Regions from separate parts of the Mus musculus genome. Here regions 2, 3 and 4 are each linked to region 1. A link is a contact called in public HiChIP or PLAC-seq and Micro-C data. All regions are on one chromosome and are shown on one strand. Each heading gives the region's core, a stretch centred on a gene start, on an enhancer-like site or on the middle of the called end of the contact. The rest is flanking DNA. Distances are from core to core; before and after follow the strand shown. Region 1 overlaps Gm30438 (a long non-coding RNA gene). Region 2 has its middle 51 kb from the start of Cdca2. Region 3 has its middle 77 kb from the start of Gm5464. Region 4 holds the start of Pnma2 (paraneoplastic antigen MA2).

The links. A called contact is a pair of places that touch in the nucleus more often than the background predicts. HiChIP or PLAC-seq counts read pairs in DNA pulled down with a chosen protein or histone mark.
Region 2: a contact with region 1 is called in an H3K27ac HiChIP or PLAC-seq map of trophoblast stem cells, with 10 times the contacts expected there. The contact joins two enhancer-like sites. A contact is called at or near these places in 1 of 15 datasets of contacts at CTCF or cohesin (the NIH/3T3 cell line), 5 of 115 datasets of contacts at active chromatin or transcription factors (the NIH/3T3 cell line, embryonic basal ganglia, fibro-adipogenic progenitors and 2 more) and 1 of 9 other capture datasets (embryonic stem cells).
Region 3: a contact with region 1 is called in an H3K4me3 HiChIP or PLAC-seq map of bone marrow-derived macrophages, with 4 times the contacts expected there. The contact joins two enhancer-like sites. A contact is called at or near these places in 1 of 39 promoter capture datasets (pre-B cells), 1 of 15 datasets of contacts at CTCF or cohesin (embryonic stem cells), 15 of 484 Hi-C or Micro-C datasets (Th1 cells, cerebellum, cerebral cortex and 9 more) and 2 of 115 datasets of contacts at active chromatin or transcription factors (the NIH/3T3 cell line and bone marrow-derived macrophages).
Region 4: a Micro-C map of embryonic stem cells shows a contact between it and region 1, with 4 times the contacts expected there. The contact joins the promoter of Pnma2 here to the enhancer-like site in region 1. A contact is called at or near these places in 3 of 39 promoter capture datasets (embryonic stem cells, hippocampal neurons and macrophages), 1 of 15 datasets of contacts at CTCF or cohesin (embryonic stem cells), 7 of 484 Hi-C or Micro-C datasets (the N1E-115 cell line, cerebral cortex, cortical neurons and 1 more), 3 of 115 datasets of contacts at active chromatin or transcription factors (the NIH/3T3 cell line, embryonic stem cells and forebrain) and 1 of 9 other capture datasets (pancreatic islet).

The regions. Positions count from the first base shown.
Region 1 is chr14:67,185,782-67,190,047 of GRCm38.p6, forward strand. Gm30438 (a long non-coding RNA gene) reads left to right here. Exons shown (of 8, transcript XR_874742.2): 8 at 3,017-3,431. Among named protein-coding and RNA genes, the nearest start is that of Gm30806, 14 kb to the right of the region's middle. Within about 2 kb of position 2,355, at least 261 of the 459 cell types and tissues checked have an H3K27ac peak or open chromatin away from gene starts, as enhancers often do. A contact at or near this core is called in the N1E-115 cell line, the NIH/3T3 cell line, bone marrow-derived macrophages and 7 more, where this site is marked.
Region 2 is chr14:67,662,339-67,666,604 of GRCm38.p6, forward strand. No RefSeq gene overlaps it. Among named protein-coding and RNA genes, the nearest start is that of Cdca2, 51 kb to the right of the region's middle. Within about 2 kb of position 1,938, at least 26 of the 459 cell types and tissues checked have an H3K27ac peak or open chromatin away from gene starts, as enhancers often do. A contact at or near this core is called in trophoblast stem cells, where this site is marked.
Region 3 is chr14:66,789,723-66,793,988 of GRCm38.p6, forward strand. No RefSeq gene overlaps it. Among named protein-coding and RNA genes, the nearest start is that of Gm5464, 77 kb to the right of the region's middle. Within about 2 kb of position 2,254, at least 12 of the 459 cell types and tissues checked have an H3K27ac peak or open chromatin away from gene starts, as enhancers often do. A contact at or near this core is called in bone marrow-derived macrophages, where this site is marked.
Region 4 is chr14:66,909,251-66,913,516 of GRCm38.p6, forward strand. Pnma2 (paraneoplastic antigen MA2) reads left to right here and starts at 1,958. Exons shown (of 3, transcript NM_175498.4): 1 at 1,958-2,043. Dpysl2 (dihydropyrimidinase-like 2) reads right to left here and starts at 1,791. Exons shown (of 14, transcript NM_001378767.1): 1 at 1,192-1,791. The coding sequence starts at 1,533.

The DNA of each region.
Region 1 (4,266 bases), core at 1,105-3,604:
ATAAAACATGCGGAAGAATATGTGTAGGTGATAGTTACTCTTATTTATTTTTTTAAATATAAAGGCTAGAGAGGGGATATATCTTGTCACTTATGAGCACTTCCTGTAGAGATTCAAGTTGTCAGGACCCTTGTTGGTAGCTCACAGCCACCTGTAACTCCAGTGCCCTCTCTGCTCTGCACAGGCACATACACTGCATATTACAAACACAGAGACAGGCTCAACCATCTGTAACTCCAGTGCCCTCTTCTGGTCCGCACGGGCACCTACACTACATAAGACACATACACAGTCATGCACATTTACATAAACAAAAAGACACCGTTAAAAAGAAATTTTAAAACAGGAAGGGAAGTGGACTTGACTATCTACAGTTTGGTATCTTTGGGGATCATGGATTCAGCTATCAAGGAACAACTATGCAGCAGACCCCGTTTTAAATGCCTCACAAGGGTTTAGTTCACAACTTCTTTGTCACCTTTGACCTCTTTCCTAAATGAGACTTTTAAATGCATGAACAGTAATAGAATTACGGAAGGAAGCCATACAGAAGAGGCGGTTTAAGCATGAGTCACACTGGTCACATATTTACTTTGTTATCAGCACGTTAAATTACCAGATGTCATAGCCCGTGTAGTGCACACTATATTTAAAGTAATGGTTGCGCGCCTACCAGTTAGGACATCTGCAGCAGCTGTAAGTGCTTCTGAAGCATCATCAGAGGACTGCTAAGACTGTTGGGGTTGAACTACTTCTATTTCTGCCTAGATACATAAAGGAAGATGCTGTGGTCGAGCAGGGCATGCAGAGATGAAGATACCACTTCAAGTTCACATAGTTCCTTTTCGTTACTAACGGCTTGCTCCTAAGCTCCCCACTCTCTATTCCTTCCCTCACAGAAACCCCTCTCACACGCAGACATTGGGCACAAAACAGACAAGAAAGAGGTTGGGAGGATGGAAGAGAGAGGAGTTGCCTGGATTGCTTTATGTCAACTTATAGAAGCTTAAGGTATCTGAGAGGAAGGAACCTCGATTGAGAAAATGCCTCCATACAATCAGGCTGTGCCCAAGACTGGAAGACATTTTCATAATTAGAGTTTCATAGGGGAGGGCCTGGACCCTTGTGGGTGGTGCCACCTCTCAGCTGGAGCTCCTGAGTGCTAGAAAAAAGCAAGCTGAGCAAGCCATGAGGAGCAAGCCAGCAAGCAGCACTCCTCCATGACCTCTGCATCAGCTCCTGCCCCCAGGTTCCTGCCCTGTTTGATTTTCTACTCTGACTTCCTTCCATGAACAGTGCAGGAGAAGTGCAAGCCAGGTAAACTCTTTCCTCCCCACATTGTTTTTGGTTGTGGTGTTTGATCGCAGCAATGATAACCCTAACTAGGACAAGAACAATCTGTTGTTCTTGTCCTCACCGGTTTTGGGTTTCATGCAAACAGTAACATTCCATGTACCTGACAGTGGATGGTGGCTGTTTTTAGACTCCCACATCCAGACTCATGGTGTCTGCCCAGACACAGCAGCACCGCTGGGCACTGTCCTCTTGGCTGCCACAAAAAGGTATCAAAGGTTTGGCGGTTTAAAATAGCTGAAGTGTGGGGCTGTGGAGATGGCTCAGTGGATAAAGCGATTGCCTATAACCTCATCACTGGTGGGAGGCAGAGACAGAGAATCCCCGGAGCAAGCTGAGTGGCCAGACTAGCTGAAGCACTGAGCTCCAGGGTCAGTTGCAGTATGTGGACCTGGGTTTGGATGCTAGCACACATATGGCAATTCACAACCTTCTAATTCCAGTTCCAGGGATCCGACACCCTTTTCTGGCCTGTGCAGGCACTGCATGCATGTCAACCACATGCAGGCAGGCAAAGCACTCATACCCAGGACCAGCTAGCTGTCTTACCTTCCTGCTGCTGTGCCTTCCCCACCGTGCTTGACACATCCCGGCTCCCCCGCCCCCCTTTAAACTGTGAACCAAATTAGGTTGCCTTTGTAAGGGATTTGCTGAGAGTGGTTCTGCTGCATTCCAGGCAGGTGACTTGAGCCTCCTATTTCCTTATCTGTAAAATGGGCATAACAAGGGCACCTGCCTGGCCAGGTGTGGCCTGGATCGAGTGAGATGCTGTAAAAGCGTGTGTGGGTGGATGGGTGGTGGTGAAGATGATGTTGATGATGTTGGTGGTGTAGTTGCCCTGGTTATTAGTCCAGAGGACTCACCATTGCATTGATTACAGTACAGAAAGGGCTCAGCTTGCAAGGACTAACCAGACTTGGCTCTTGCAGGCCAGAATCTAGTATATGGCACGGAGATGCCTGGCAGCTGCCAGGAGTCCAGAAAGTAGAGTTCTGCAACTGCTGGGAGGGATGGTTGAACGGTTCACCAAACAACACTGGCATCAGGTAGCCTTTTGCCCCCACCTCCAAAGAGGTAGAAAAGGTGACAATAGAGGTTTTCCATTCCGTTTTTTGTGCCTGCGATGTGCGCACAGAGCCTCAGGAGGTAAACAATCCACCTCCACCAGCTTATCTACCAACTACGTTTTTTTCCAACAGTGCCAGCTTTAGAATCACAACTGCAACCAGGACCCTCTAGCATCCTGTGGAAGTCACTACCTCCCAAGCCCTTAAACCTTTGAAATGGCTTGTTTAAACGCGTCGACATCCTTCGGGTGCCTGCCTCCAGGAAGGAGGGAGAAGGCTGTGCAGTGATTGGCTAGGAAGTGGGCGGAGCCACTGCGTGACTGCTTGTGTTCCACCTCCTGTAGAAGTCCTGGCTGTCCGCAGGGAGGAGGAGGGGACTAGGGCAGCTCCACTGGGCGTGTTGCCTAGGGACACTTAGAAGATTGCAAGAGATTTTAATTTCTTGCTTAAGAGTCAGGGTCAGAGTCCCGTCTTATCTTAGTGGTTTCTGTCTGAACCTTCCAATGCCATCGCCCTACCTGTAATAGGTCGATAAAGTTAAATGGGAAAAAAAAAGAATTAGCTAATTATTTAATAAATGAAGCTGTTGCTTGCAGGTCACAGTCGACGATCCTGCTGTGTCATCCGTGGAGGGCTGAGTCAGCCCTGCCTCAAACCTGAACCCAGTGGACCGGGATCTGTACGAGGCTCTCTAGCTCCACCGTCTGGCAGGGGAGCGCAATGAGCTTTGCGACCGTGAAACCGAGACACTGTTAAGGATAAAAACAGGACTAAACCTCACCGAGTAGTTCATGTGTCCCTTTCCCTTTAACTCTCTATCCTCCAGCTAGATCCGTTTACCGGAGATCTGGGTTTCTGCTGATTGCTTTACAGAGCCCTCTGCCCCCGTGCTCCCCCAGGACTTCAGGCACGCCCTTGGCCAGAACCCAGGCGCCGCCTAGGCTCTCTCTTCACTTCCTGCCTCCTAACTCTCAAGAGGGGCGGAGCTGCTTTCTAGAAGGCAATTTGAACCTGGGCTTTTTTTTTTTTTTTTTTTTTTTTTTTTTTTTTGGTCATCACAATAAAGGGGAGCCTTACTGGCATTTAGTGGCGCTGACCCGCCATGCTGGACATCTAGTAGGATAGTTCATATTGTCTTAGGAGGTTTTTCAGATATCCTGCTGGACATTTGTGTAGGTGAATGCCATGCATTAACTCTCAGAGCTAGGACCAGGTCTATTCCATTTATAAACATAAAGGACTTTCTGTAAGACCCTCCTTTCTCTCTCCCACCGTCCTTTACTTCATTTCTTGCTACCATTCCCACCCCGTTCTTATTTTCTGCGACAGACTCTTGCTTTGTATAGTCCAGAGCTAGGACCAGCTCCATTTTATTTACAAACAAGTTTTTTGAAGGTCCTTCCTTCCTTCCTTCCTTCCTTCCTTCCTTCCTTCCTCCCTCCCTCCCTCCCTCCCTCCCCCTCTCTCCCTTCCTCTTTCCCTCCCTCCCTTCCTCTTTCCCTCCCTCCCTTCCTCTTTCCCTCCCTCCTTTCTTTCCTTCTTTCCTTCCTTCCCTTATTCTTTCTATGGAGCCCATGCTGACCTGAAACATGTAATCCTCCTGCCTCCGTTTCTTCCCAAGAACTGGAACTGCACTTATCACCGTAGCCAGATGAAGCTTTTATTACAACAAAATCTATACAATATTCCAGGCACCGTTTTAGCCATTTCTAAGTGAACAACATCAGTGGCTGACTTGTATTCAGAATGCTATGAAACCATCGTTTCTGTCAATCTCCAAATCTTTTCCATGACTCCAAACAGAGACAGGGTAGTCAGTAATCAGGAACTCCCATCCTGCCTCCTC
Region 2 (4,266 bases), core at 688-3,187, 480 kb after region 1:
TTATCAATCAGGAAAATGTCCTAGAGACTTTGGTAGAGGCAATCTAATGGAGACATTTGCTCAACTGGGGGTCCTCTTCCCAGACCTCTCTAGTTTGTGTCAAGTTGACAAAGAGAAAGGAAGAAAGGAAGAAAGGAAGAAAGGAAAGAAGGGAGGAAGGGAGAAAGGAAGGGAGGGAGGGAGGGAGGGAGGGAGGAAGGAAGGAAGGAAGGAAGGAAGGAAGGAAGGAAGGAAGGAAGGAAGGGAAAGGGGACACATAGTATGAGAATTTTCTTAATTCTATGTATGTGTGTGGGTTTGTGTGTGTCCATGGAGATCAGAGGTGATGCCTCTCCCTGAAGCTGGCGTTCTAAGTGGCTGTCGAGCCCCTCATGTGAGCACCGGGAGTACTCAAACACAGGTCCTCTGAAAGATCAATATGCACTCTTAACCCGTAGGCCATTTCTCCAAACACAAAGTAAGAGACTTTTCTAAGGACCAGGGTTTATCCTAGGTTCCTTGCTGACACCCCTTAAACAGAAACATCGATATAATTTCAAATGATGAAGTTGAGATTCCCTTGCTCAGGGCCACTGGGATCTGCATGCAGTCCAGGGGCCTGGGGTGTAGTTCAGTTGGTAGAGTGCAAACAAAAAGCCTTGGGTTTGGTCCTCAGCACAGCATAAACCAGGGTGGCAATCCCATAATTTGGGAGGTGGGGGCAGGAGGATCAGGACCAAAAGTCATCCCCAGGTGCAGAGCAAGTTCAAAGCCAGCTTGGGATACATGAGACCCTGTCCCCTACAAAACAAAACACACACAAATTCAATTCAGTCTAAACCTATACCTGGAGGTCTGGGCCTCTGTATAGAAGCATTTCCACATTTAAACTTCATAGAAACAGATCACCCCCCAGCCCCCCAATAATCCCAGGTGCCTTTCTCAGCTTGACCAATCAGTGGTTCCCAAGCTACTTGAAGTTCATCAAGTTCACAGGCTCTGAGTTAAAATTCTTTTCCCATTGAATTTTCATGTAACTGATAGCTAAGACTGCTGATCCAAGCACAGGATTAGATTGAAGTAGAATTAATGTTGATTCCAGAAGAGTCCTGCCAGATTTCTGCAGCACTTGAAACTCCCCAAAGGCTATATCAGTGCAATAAACTGTGTTCCTACTGCTGTTCTCTGTCTTTAGGCACAGGAGGATTGGGCCAGATCAGTGGAAATGCAGAGATCAGTTGGCAGCTCTGATTACCCCCACTCTCTGAGCAGAGGCCAAGGTGGGCCAGCACCTCCAGGTCCGAGAACGGGAAGTCCCACTGCCTGGAGTGTCAACAATACCGTCAGCACTCCCTGGGGAAATAAACCTTTATTTCAAGTATGAACTTGACTCAAAGTTATCTCGAGATAAGAGTTGTTCTGCAGCCAGCGGTGGGACTCTGAGAAAGTACTGTGGTAAGACTGAAACAGTTCTGCCCAGAACTTCAGAATTAAGAAGAACCAGGAAAACCAATACAACAAGAGTTCAAGGGTGTGGCAGCCTGGCATTGGGGCTGGTGTGCACTGACTCAGGGTTAGGGCCCTTCTTGTTTTCCTTCCAGTTTAACATTTTTTATTTATTTTGCAGCACTGGAAATTTGAATCCAGGGTTTTATCCACGTTAAGCAAGCACTTCACCCTGAGTGATATGCTAGCTCATTTCAAGAATAGAGTGTGATTGTCAATTAATTAGGCAGCAAAAAGCATTACCAGTATCCACGTTGTTTTGGAAAGAATACCAGGACCAGATTCCAAGGATCTGGGTTCAAATCCCATTTCTACCACTTCACTAAGGTCCTTCTGGCAGTATACAAAGTCTTCAAGTTTAATTGCTCCGATCTTTGAAATGGAGGGATTACTAAACCTGCCTCGGCCGCTGTAGAGAGAAACATGTGAGACTGTTTTCCCCAAAGCATCTAGCATTGGGTGTGACGCTACTCCGTGTTCAGTTAAAGCTGGCTGGGCTGTGTCTGAGTCCCAGTCACACTATTGGAATGCTACAAATTCTTTCGCTGCTCTAATCAAATAGTCACCTCTAGAGCTGGATGAGACTTCAGGAGACAAGAATTTATCGGGATGGATGCACTAAGTCCCCTATTATCAAAGGTTTACATCAGTAAAGACAGAGACTTTTTTTTCCTGTTGTGTTTTGTTTTGTTTTGTTTTGTTTTGTTTTGTTTTGTTGAGACAAGGTCTCCCTGTGTAGCCCCAGCTGTCCTGGAACCTGCTCTGTAGACGAAGCTGGCCTTGAGCTCAGAAATCTATCTGCCTCTGCCTCCTGAGTGCTGGGATTAAAAGCGTGCTCCACTGCCTCCTGTCAAGACAGACTTCTCTCAATCAAGTGTCTATTTTTCTTTGTCTACCATTATATTTATCTATCAGCCATCACTCCTCTACAAAGCCATCAGTAAAATGATAATGTCTGCGGGTGAACTTCTCTCTCTTTTTTTTAAAGATTTATTTATTATTATATGTAAGTACATCGTAGCTTTCAGACACACCAGAAGAGGGCGTCAGATCTCATTACAGATGGTTGTGAGCCACCATATGATTGCTGGGATTTGAACTCAGGACCTTTGGAAGAGCAGTCAGTGCTCTTAACCACTGAGCCATCTCTCCAGCTCAAACTTCTCTTTATTTGTGCTTGTCTTTTAGCTTTTTTTTTTTTCTTTTTCAGTCTGAAGTTATATCAAACTGAAAAAAAAAAAAAAAACCCAAATCTCTGCCGCACGCCAAGCACTGAACTAGGAACTTCACATGCTTTATCACATCATTTAAACTCACACTATTAAGAGAAAAACCCTACGGCTGTGCTAAGGGGAGAACACTGTAGAAATAACACAGTGGTGGATCTTACCTTTGCCCCTCCTCCTGCCCCCATGACTGTTCCAGGGGTGTTGAACCTGTTGATTCTACACTATGGGGACAGGGGTAACTGACACAGCTCCTAGCACAGCCTTTTAATGTTCTCTTCCAATCTGTCCAGCAGTAAACTGGTGGCTGGGCGTATCAATGATCAGACCTAAAATATCAGAGATCACACATATGCAGCACAGAGAGGGGAAAACAGTGCCCTCCGATCAGGAGACTTTGGTTGCCTGTGCCCTTAGAAGCTGTGCAACCTAGGGCGAGTGACCCCGGCTCACTGGCTGTCTGCTCATATTTAAACGACACAACTGGAAGAGCAGGACCTGGTTCTTTTCTCATCTCCACCATTCCAGTTATATACAATTGCTGGGTTGTTTACAGTCTTCCAAATTGCAAGAACGAAATAATACATCCTAAAACTTTTTAACTGGCATTCCCCTATGCTGCACAGGAGAATACTGTACACATTTGCTTGTGGAAGAGTATGGTGTATGTGTTTGTGTGAAGGCCAGAAGTCAGCATTAGGTGCCTCTATTATCTCCACATCACCATCATCACCATCATCATGTATTATTATTATTTGATATGCTCTCTTACTGAACCTTGATCTGGCCAATTTGGCTAAATTGGATGGCCACGGGGGTTGGGATCTTTCTGTCTGTCCCTTAGCACTGGGGTTGGGTTAGGGACATGTACCAGTGCCCAGTTTACATGATCTAAATTCAGGTTCTTATACTTTTGCGCTAGGTGCGTCACCAGCTGAAACATCTCTCATCCCCCTAAATTTTTAAGAAGATAAATCTCTAAGTGTCTTTCAAGAAGCTGTCAGAGAAAGGAGTGGCTTTCTCTCAAATTTGAGAGGCTAATTTCTTCTAGAAGTCTCTAGCTCTCTCAGAGTTTCCTGGTAGCAAGCTAGCACCCAGAGCAAGGAGCTGGAGAGACCCCCTTCCCTTTAATATGCCTCTCAACTCAAGGCAGATATGCCAACTCAAATCCTGTTGCACTCACTTCTTGGCAATTATTACTTAGCAAACATTTCTTTTGGCTCTTGCTGCCCTAAGCCCTCAGGACAGAACTATGCCAGCACCAGTTACACCTGGACCTCCCAACAGAAATGGCAACAGTGGCCCATAGCTCACAGATCGCTTCCTGGGCTTGGGGATCCTGCCCGACAGGATGTAGGGGTGACTGCTCAGCTTAATGACTCTGAGGACAGGGAGGGCTCCTGACGGCAACTCTGTTCTTCTGCCAATCTCTGGCAAGTACCTCCTAGCTTTTCTGTCCTTGACTAACACACACACACGACGACGTCTCCTGCCAAACTGCAGGTGGACACACTTAGGATAGCAAAGAGATTCAGGTGTTACCATTTCCTTGGCT
Region 3 (4,266 bases), core at 1,004-3,503, 400 kb before region 1:
AGATTGGTTTATCCAGCAATGCAAAGTTGGTTTAGCATTTGAAAATCAAATCTGGAGAGTCGCTATGTTAACAACTTAAAAAAAAATCAACTCAATAGATAAAGAAAATGTGTTGGATAAAAGCCAAAGTCTATTACCAATTAAAAAAAAAATCTCAGCAATGAGTGGAGGGAAATCTTCATCTTTGTAAAGCCTGGTGCCCTCTACAAAAGATATAGTGAATCCACACTTGTAAGCATGTAGTCTACAAAAGATGTGAGGGGTTGGAGAGATGACTGGGCAGTTAAGAGCACTGACTGCTCTTCCAAAGGTCCTGAGTTCAAATCCCAGCAACTGCATGGTTATCAGTGCCCTTTTCTGGTGTGTCTGAAGACAGCTATAGTGTACTCATATAAATAAAGTAAAGTAAAAGATAAAAAAGGATACAATGAATCCACACTGTTATGTGTAGTCTACAAAAGCTATAATCAATCTACAGGCTGTAAAACATAGTCTACAAAAGATGCTGGGGATCCACAGAGCCTGGATGCTTTGCGCATAAGCTCAATCCACTTCTGAGCAATGTTCTAGGAAATGTAGTCCATGTGTTAAGGCTGAGACAGCACCAATGCCAAAGAAATAAGTAAAAATGCCTTCATTTGTAGACAACCTGATCATCTACATGCAATTCCAGGAAGGCTTGGGAAAAGGTAATGGAAGATTAGCAGGACTATAAGATCAGTATACAGAAATAATGTATAGAACTGGAGAAATGACTCAGCAGGTAAAGATGACCTGAATTCCACTCCCAGAACCTACATGGTGGAAGGAGAGGACCAGCTTTGAAGGTTGTCCTCTGAAATCCACACGTGCACACACACACACACACACACACACACACACACACCACAAATAAATAAGGGTGTTAAGGAGCTAGCTCAATGATTAAGAACATTTGCTTCAGCAGATCACTGTGAGTTCAAACCCAGTCTGGTCTACAGAGAAAATTTCAGGGCAGCACAGAAAAATCCTGTCTCGTAAGAAGCAAACAAACCAAAAAGAACATTTGATTCTTCTTCAGAGGACCTGGGTTTGGTTCCCAACCTCAAAATTGCAGCTCACAACCGCCTTACCTTCAGTGCAGGGGAACTGACTCCCTCTTCTGGCAGCCACAGGCATTACATGCAGGCAAAAAAAAAAAGATTCATATTTATAAAATAACTCTTCAAAACATAAAATGTAAAAAAAAAAAATTTTAATTAAATAGCACTATGTTGTAAACATTAATCCATAAGATTATGTATACAATGGAACTTATAATAACATTAAAATATGAGATATGGATAAATCTGAAAGGACATTTACTATTAGTGCATTAAAATGTACATGCTCCACTCTCTTAAGACAAAAAACCCTTACCTACCCTCATTTCAAAATCATACTGTTCAAAGAAATGAGACACAGTAATTTACTTAAAAAAAAAAAACAAAAAAAAACCAAAACAAACAAACTTCCTCAGCTAGGTGACCAAGAAAAAAAATTAAATACATTACGAGACAAAAGAGACGGCTCATTGGTTAATCATTTGCCACACAAGCGTGAAGACCCAGTGCAGCTCAAAAGAACCGGAAAAATACTGGGAGGGAAGAGGAGGAAGGAGAGGGGTGGGGAAAAAGAATAAGGAGGGAGAGGGGGAAGAGAGGAGACAGAGGAAGAGAAGGGGGATACTAAGGAGGAAGACTGAGAAAGGAGGAGAGGGAGGGGAGACTGGGAAGGGGAGGGGAAGGGGACGGGGGGGGGGAAGGAGGGGAGAGGAAGGTGGGAGAGAGGGAAGGAAGGAGGGGAGAGAGAATATGTGGCCACAGGACATCACCAGTTCTTAACCATTTTTGCCACTTAACAATTTTTTTAACCATATATTTTTGATCATGTTGTTCCCTTTCTTGGCTCCATCCCAATCCCCCCTTCCCACCTACATTTAAATTCTTAGTAGCATTGCATGCATCCTGTTAAGAGAACAAGTTGAGACTCTGAGCCAAACGGCTTGATGCATTCGATGACTTCTTAGCTGTACAACCCAGTTCTGGATCAAACAAGGTCCCTGAACGCCAGTTTTTTGTTTTGTTTTGTTGGTGGTGGTGGTTTGTTTTGTTTGTTTGTTTGTTTGTTTGATCCCACAGCTAGGAGCTGCTGGCCCCAGAGCAGCGGAAATCTCATGCGCGCTGGCTGTCTTCCTCTCAGGCTCGTGCAATGCCGCCATCTACAGGCAAATGGCACACACTGCACAGCCAAGGGCCATTCGTTCTGAATTCCCTAATCAACACCTCTCACTTCTGTCCACCAGGTCTCTGTGAAAGTGAAATTAAAGGCACCAGGCAAAGGGCTGTTGTTCTCCGGATGACCTTGAGGGCTAAGATGCTCATTCTGGAAACCCGGGAAGTGCCAGTATTTCTGTTTTTCGATAGCACACTGTTTTATAAGGTAAACCCCTGGACACTTAGCACCTGTTAGTGGAAGAAACTGTTAAGTGCTTTCGGGCAAGGAATAAAACGTGTTTCTGTCCTCAAGGATCTGATAGTCACATATAAAATAGAATGAGATCATGTGACTGCTAAACACCCACTAGACCTGGAGAGCAAAGGCTAATGATATCCCCTGGAAACTTCCTATGTCTGGCATGCGTCCTGGAACATTTTATAAGCCAACTCATCTGGACCTCACATGGCCGCCGCCCTTCAGAAGGCAAAGCTGAGAGCTTCCGTGAGCATCCTGCACCCTCAGCTCAGAGCTAGGCTAGCAGTGAGCAAGAACATAGACCGGTTTTTGCTACAAAGCATTGACTCCTCATCAGGTAACCAAATGCGGGGTGCAATCCAGTGTCTGACTCCTCTACTCTCGGGCTACCTGTATAGCTCTGCACATGGATATGTCAATCACTTAAGGACTGTCTGTCTAGCCTCACTTCACCCCCCTTCCAGTCTGAAAACAGGGGTCAGTTATTATCCTAAACGTTCAGTCACCTTGAACCTCTCAGGACAGACTGCTCCTTACAACTTCCCAGAGAACAACCATCAAGTAGAGCAAGCCTGCATCCTGAAATAAACATCTCCTAAGAGCCAGACTGATCCCCCTACGTGATGATAAATATCAGGACTCCTTTCAACCATTCTGAAGAACCTGAACTGGAACAGTGGCCAGGCAGACAATGCATGACGGTGACCATACACACCTCTTGCCCCTTCCCCCAATTCTTCTTCTAAGTTTAAACCTCAAGAACCTTCATGAGAGACTTGGGGCAACGCTGAACTTCTAGATGCGTTCCTCTTCCCACAGTGACCACAGCAATAGATCTCCTAACCTGGCTTCTTCCATTACACATCTCTTTCACTGGCATAGTATAGCGAGTGGCCCACTCTAGCCTCTTGGGTTTGCACATCCATGCACTGCCACAGAGCCCATGCCCATCCACACTGTCTCCGTTAGGGTTTCCATTGTTGTGATTGACACCAGGACCAAGGGAACTCTTATAAAGGACAGCGTTTAATTGGGGCTGGCTTACAGGTTCAGTCCAGTATCATCAAGGCAGGAACATGACAGCATCCAGGCAGGCATGGTGCAGGAGGAACTGAGAGTTCTACATCTTCATCTGAAGGCTGCTTGGGGAAGACTAGAAGCTAGAAGAAGTGTCTCAGAGCCCACCCCTACAGTGACACTTTCTCAAACAAGGCCACACTTACTCCAATAAGGCCATGACTCCTAATAATATCACTCAAACAATGACACACAGTGACTTTAGCAAAAAAAAAAAAAATGTCCAAGGCGGAACCCATGCATTTCAAACTTTGTCATTTACTGGGAACATAAGACTCGAGTTAGAGAAATGGCTCAGCAGTTACTAGTCTTCATTGCCTTTATAGAAAGCCTGGATTCAGCTGCCAGCACCCACATTGAGTGGCTTATAGCCACTTGTAATTTCAATGCTGACATCATCTTCTGACCTCTCTGGGCACCAGCACACATGGAGTGTTTATACATACATGCAGGCACTCACACATACACATAAAATAAAAATATTTTTTAAAAAGCTTTTGGAAGGCTTGACTCTTATTTAGGCTGTTTCCAAACCCATATTTAGAGATCACACTACCTGCCTTTCTTCGCCATGTTGACATTATTAGTACTCATGTAATCATTAGCTACAACTGATGGTAGCAGATACAGAGACCCAAAGCCAAACACTAGGCAAAGCCAAGGGAACTCCACAGAAGGGGAGGGAGGAAGGATTGT
Region 4 (4,266 bases), core at 708-3,207, 280 kb before region 1:
CAACTTCTCCAGTGGCTGTCTGAAAGGAAGCGCCTTTAGGACTAACCTTCCTCTTGCCCTAGAAGGGAAGGCACACAGGATTCAATATAAAGTCATTCATAGATTGGTTTCTTATCTTCACCGCGAGCATGGGAGAGAAGCAGCAACCAAGCGTAAGACGCTGTGCAGTGTAAACGATCAGTTGAGGCATTAAAGCTGTGAAAAAATATTATACGAGCATAAATGTCACCCTGAAATGGAGGGAAATGTGTGTGAAAAGACCCCTGGGCTTGAAACGTGCCCTGCTGGGGATTACTGGACCATGTCAAACATTTTCCTTGACGAAGGATAGCCAAGCTAGCCTTCTTTGTCTCACCATTAACACAATCAGGGAGTCTTGCCTTCAAATGTGAGTCCTCCCTTCCCACCCTCATTTTTCCTTTCCTTTTTAGTTCTTTGAATATAATTCGCGTAGTCTCTCCCCATTCCCAAAGTGCTTCCCTTACAGCGCTGGGGAAGCGCTCTGAGAAGCCCTTGCCGAGACACTTAGCAGAACTTTGTTCTCTACATGGGCTATCTAGCTTTTCTCAGTGACATCACAACCTCCCGGACTCTTCACTGGCTGCTGAACACAGTCCAGGCAATGGTAAGAGGCTCCGGGCGCTGGCCGTGGTCCTGACCTCCTAGCTCAGAACCATGGTGCTGAGCGCACTAGAGGCGGGGACCTTGCCACACTGAGTAGCCATGTAAGCCCTTGTCCCTACAGACCCCAAGGGAATCCTCTAGTCTTCACTGCAGCCTTCCACTGCTCTCTTTGAGCTGCATCAAAAAAGGGTGGGGCTCTGAGCCGCAGCTGCAATCGGATGCCGCCCGGGAGGATTTAAGAACAGCACAGTGGTCCACCCCAATCGCCACTCGACGCCTCCAGCCCGGGGATCAGCTGGTCCCTGACGCGGGTTCCCCACCTCCCAGGGACAAGGAGGCTAGGGCAGCCTTTGTGGGAGCTCAAACGCCCACTGGCGAACCCGTGCCTCGCCGCACCCTGCGCGGTGAAGGGGTGGGCAGGGCGCGGTGCGCGTGCAGATGCGGGAGGCAGAGCTCTTGGTGCCGCGTGCTGGCTGGTGCTGGCTGCCACGCGGGGATGCTCGGTCCTCCGCGACAAGCCAGGGGGCAGCCCCGCGCTCCGATCCCACCCTCCACCCCCATACCAACCTGATCATAGATGTTCTGCAGGGCTTCCTTGCCCGAGGCCCGCCGGATCTCCACCTTCCGGCTCGATTCAACAGATGGCTCCCCACTGGCACGCCGGCTCTGCCGGTGCGGGTCGGGGCCCAAGTGGGCGACATCGCGCTGCTGAGCCACCACTTGCCCCGAGCCCCGGCCCACTGAAAGCGAGTCGAAGTCGATGGTCTTGTTCTCCGAGGACCCTTCCACAGGGCAGAACATGCCGCAGAATTTCTGCCGCGGCTTGGGACTGCCGGAGCCCAGGTTTTTAAAAAAGGCAGGGACCTCTTCGTCCTCTGCTGCCTTTCCAGATTGCTTTCTCTCGGCCATGGCTCAGGGGGCGCTGGGGAAGGTCCTGTCTGTTCGTCCGTCCGTCCGTGGTTTCCTAAGTCTCCCTAGCTGGGTGTGCACTAGCCTCTTGCTGCCGCCGCGGCTGCCTCTCCCTGCCTACCGCAAGGTGCACAGAAAGGATGGAGAGCTGGCGAACCGGCGACCCACCCCTCGCGGTCCCTCCTCCTGACCCCGCTTTCTCCCTCCCTGCCCACGCCCCCCGGCGCCGCCACGCCACCTCCGAGCAAAGTTGGATCTGAGCGGGCGGTCGCTGCGGCAGAGGATGCCAGTTCCCGGCAACGCGGGGCGGGGCGGAGTGGGGCGGGGCAGGAGGAACGCAGGATCAGGAGGGAGGGGACAAGGAGGGAGAGGACCCAGAAGGAGGAGACGGAGAAGGGAGGGTACGAGGGGGTGGGGGGCGCCCGGAGCCTGCGCCCCGGAAGTAAAGCGGACACTCCACCCGCTAATGGACGCGCGGCAGCCGCCCGACAGACCTCTCTCGGCGCCAGGGTGAGTGTCGGATAGCTATAGCCGGGCAAGGACCCGAAGGCTCAGACCCTAGTCCAGAGCCCCTCTCCCCGACCTGCCTCACTGCATTGCTAAGGTGGCCCTGGGGCTCCCCTGGCCTCGGGTGAGAGCTGAGGGTTGAGGGAGCCAAGGTTCAAGCCTGAAGGCTCTTGGAAACTGGGCAGGGGTGACCCTGGAAACAGCAAAGTCTACTCCGGGATAACCAAGTATCCGGCACCAATGCTTCAGTTTACCCACGACCTGGGCGCCAGGGCGCGCACTGCAAGGAGCAGAAGGAAAGGAGAATGTTCTCCCTGCTTGCAGCCCCTGTGGTTGGGAGGTGGGGCTCACAACATGGCGGGGGCGAAAAAGCAGAGGAGCATAGCAAATGCAAGCGGTGACCGGGGGAGAAAGCAGCAAGCCTGCGGTGCGGGGGGGGGGGGGGGGGGCATAGTAAAGAATGCAGACTGAGGATTGCGCTTCAGCATAGAAACTGGGGACCCGTAACATCATCTGAAAAGGCCATGCCCTGCACATCAGCCATTGCCTCAGAAAAGGCTCAGAAGAGTCCTGGATTTGATATCTCCAATCCCTCAAAACACACACACACACACACACACACACACACACACACACACACACACACCCAAAACGGAAAATGGTTGGGGACTAAGCAGACTGAAGCACACTCATCTTGCTTTCAAGTCGCCCCGCCTAGCTTCCCCGCCCCTGTTGCACGCTGCGCAGGAGGCCCGGGAGTTTGCCAGATGTTCCTTCTCTAGGGCCGCAGCGGTTTGCATGGAGGGTAGAGGTAGATTGCTGTTCAGGGGAGGGTTACATGCTGTGTGAGTTGTGGGCAGCCAAAGTGTGGGGATTTGGAGTGTGTGCGCGCGTGCACACGGTTCAGCCACGACCGCCAGGTTCGAGGCTTTTCCTTGCTTAGTCCCACCTCCTGGTCCTGGCTTGGTTGCATTTAAGCCCCTCCTGTTTTTCCAGAGTGGCTGAAAGCTGCAAAAGTGTTGCCCATCCTTTAGGGGTTCTGGAGCGAGATCTGAGCATGCTCACTAAGATGGATGGGTTTGGTCTAGGAGAGGCAGTTTACTGCAGCGTGTTCTCACAGGGCGTTGTGACCAAGAAATCAGTCCCATTGTCAGCCTTTGCTTAGGTAACGATTGCTTGCAGATATCAACGCCCCCAGTTGCCCGAGATAGCTTGATTGATGGAGTCATAATTTGTGCGCACACACACACAATCCTGTAGGAGCCGAAAGGAGGGCCTATGGACCTTAGCACCAGAAATGCTTGGAATTTTCTTATAAAGTGTCCATTGGAATTGTCAATGCCACACTAAAGCCCTGAGGTCTTTCATCCTCCCTGCCTTCCAAGTTAGGACACCAGTTTATGAGTCATTACGCCTAAAGTCATGTGTCTAGTTGTCCAGGCCTTTGCCCCAAGAGCCTGGTTCCTTCAACAGGTTATCCTATAGGCCTCTTTAGTGAGAAAAGTACAAAATCCTTGCATTCTTCCATACCCAAGCATTTCCCTGGTGGTTCTTTTGTACATCAAGGGTGTTTCATTTACAGTCTTAAAATCTTTTTTGGTTAACCTTCATTTATGTATATGGATGTTTTGCTTGAATGTTTGTACATGCACTGTGTACAGGCCTGGGGCCATTGGCGGCCAGACAAAAGTGCCAGATTCCCCTGGAATTGAAGTTACAGAGTAAGCCAACTTGTGGGTGCTAGTAACCAAACCTGTGCATTTCACCACTAAGCAATCCCTCCAGATGTGTGAGGCCTTAGTTAATTGAAGAGCAACCCTTGTAGGTATGGTTACCATTGGGTTAAAGGTCTCAAAGGCTAGCAGATTTCAGCATGACAATTTTTCTGTGAATCTGGACATTTGGTGTTTTTTGTTCATTTGTTTGTATTTGTCTTTTTTGTTTGTTCGTTCGTTTTCTGTTTGTTTCGGTTTTTCAAGAGAGGGTTTCTCCGTGTGACAGCTCTGGCTGTCCTAGAACATACTCTGTAGACCAGGCTGGCCTGGAACTCAGAGTTCTGCCTGCCTCTGCTTCCCAAGTGCTAGGATTACAGGCATGCGCCACCACTACCCAGCATGTCGCTTGTGTTTGTTTTTGCTCTTTCTGAGACAAGGTCCTGTTTGTAAGCCCAGGCTGACCTCAAACTCCCGATGTAGCCAAGGGAGTTAAACTCCTGGCTCACTTACC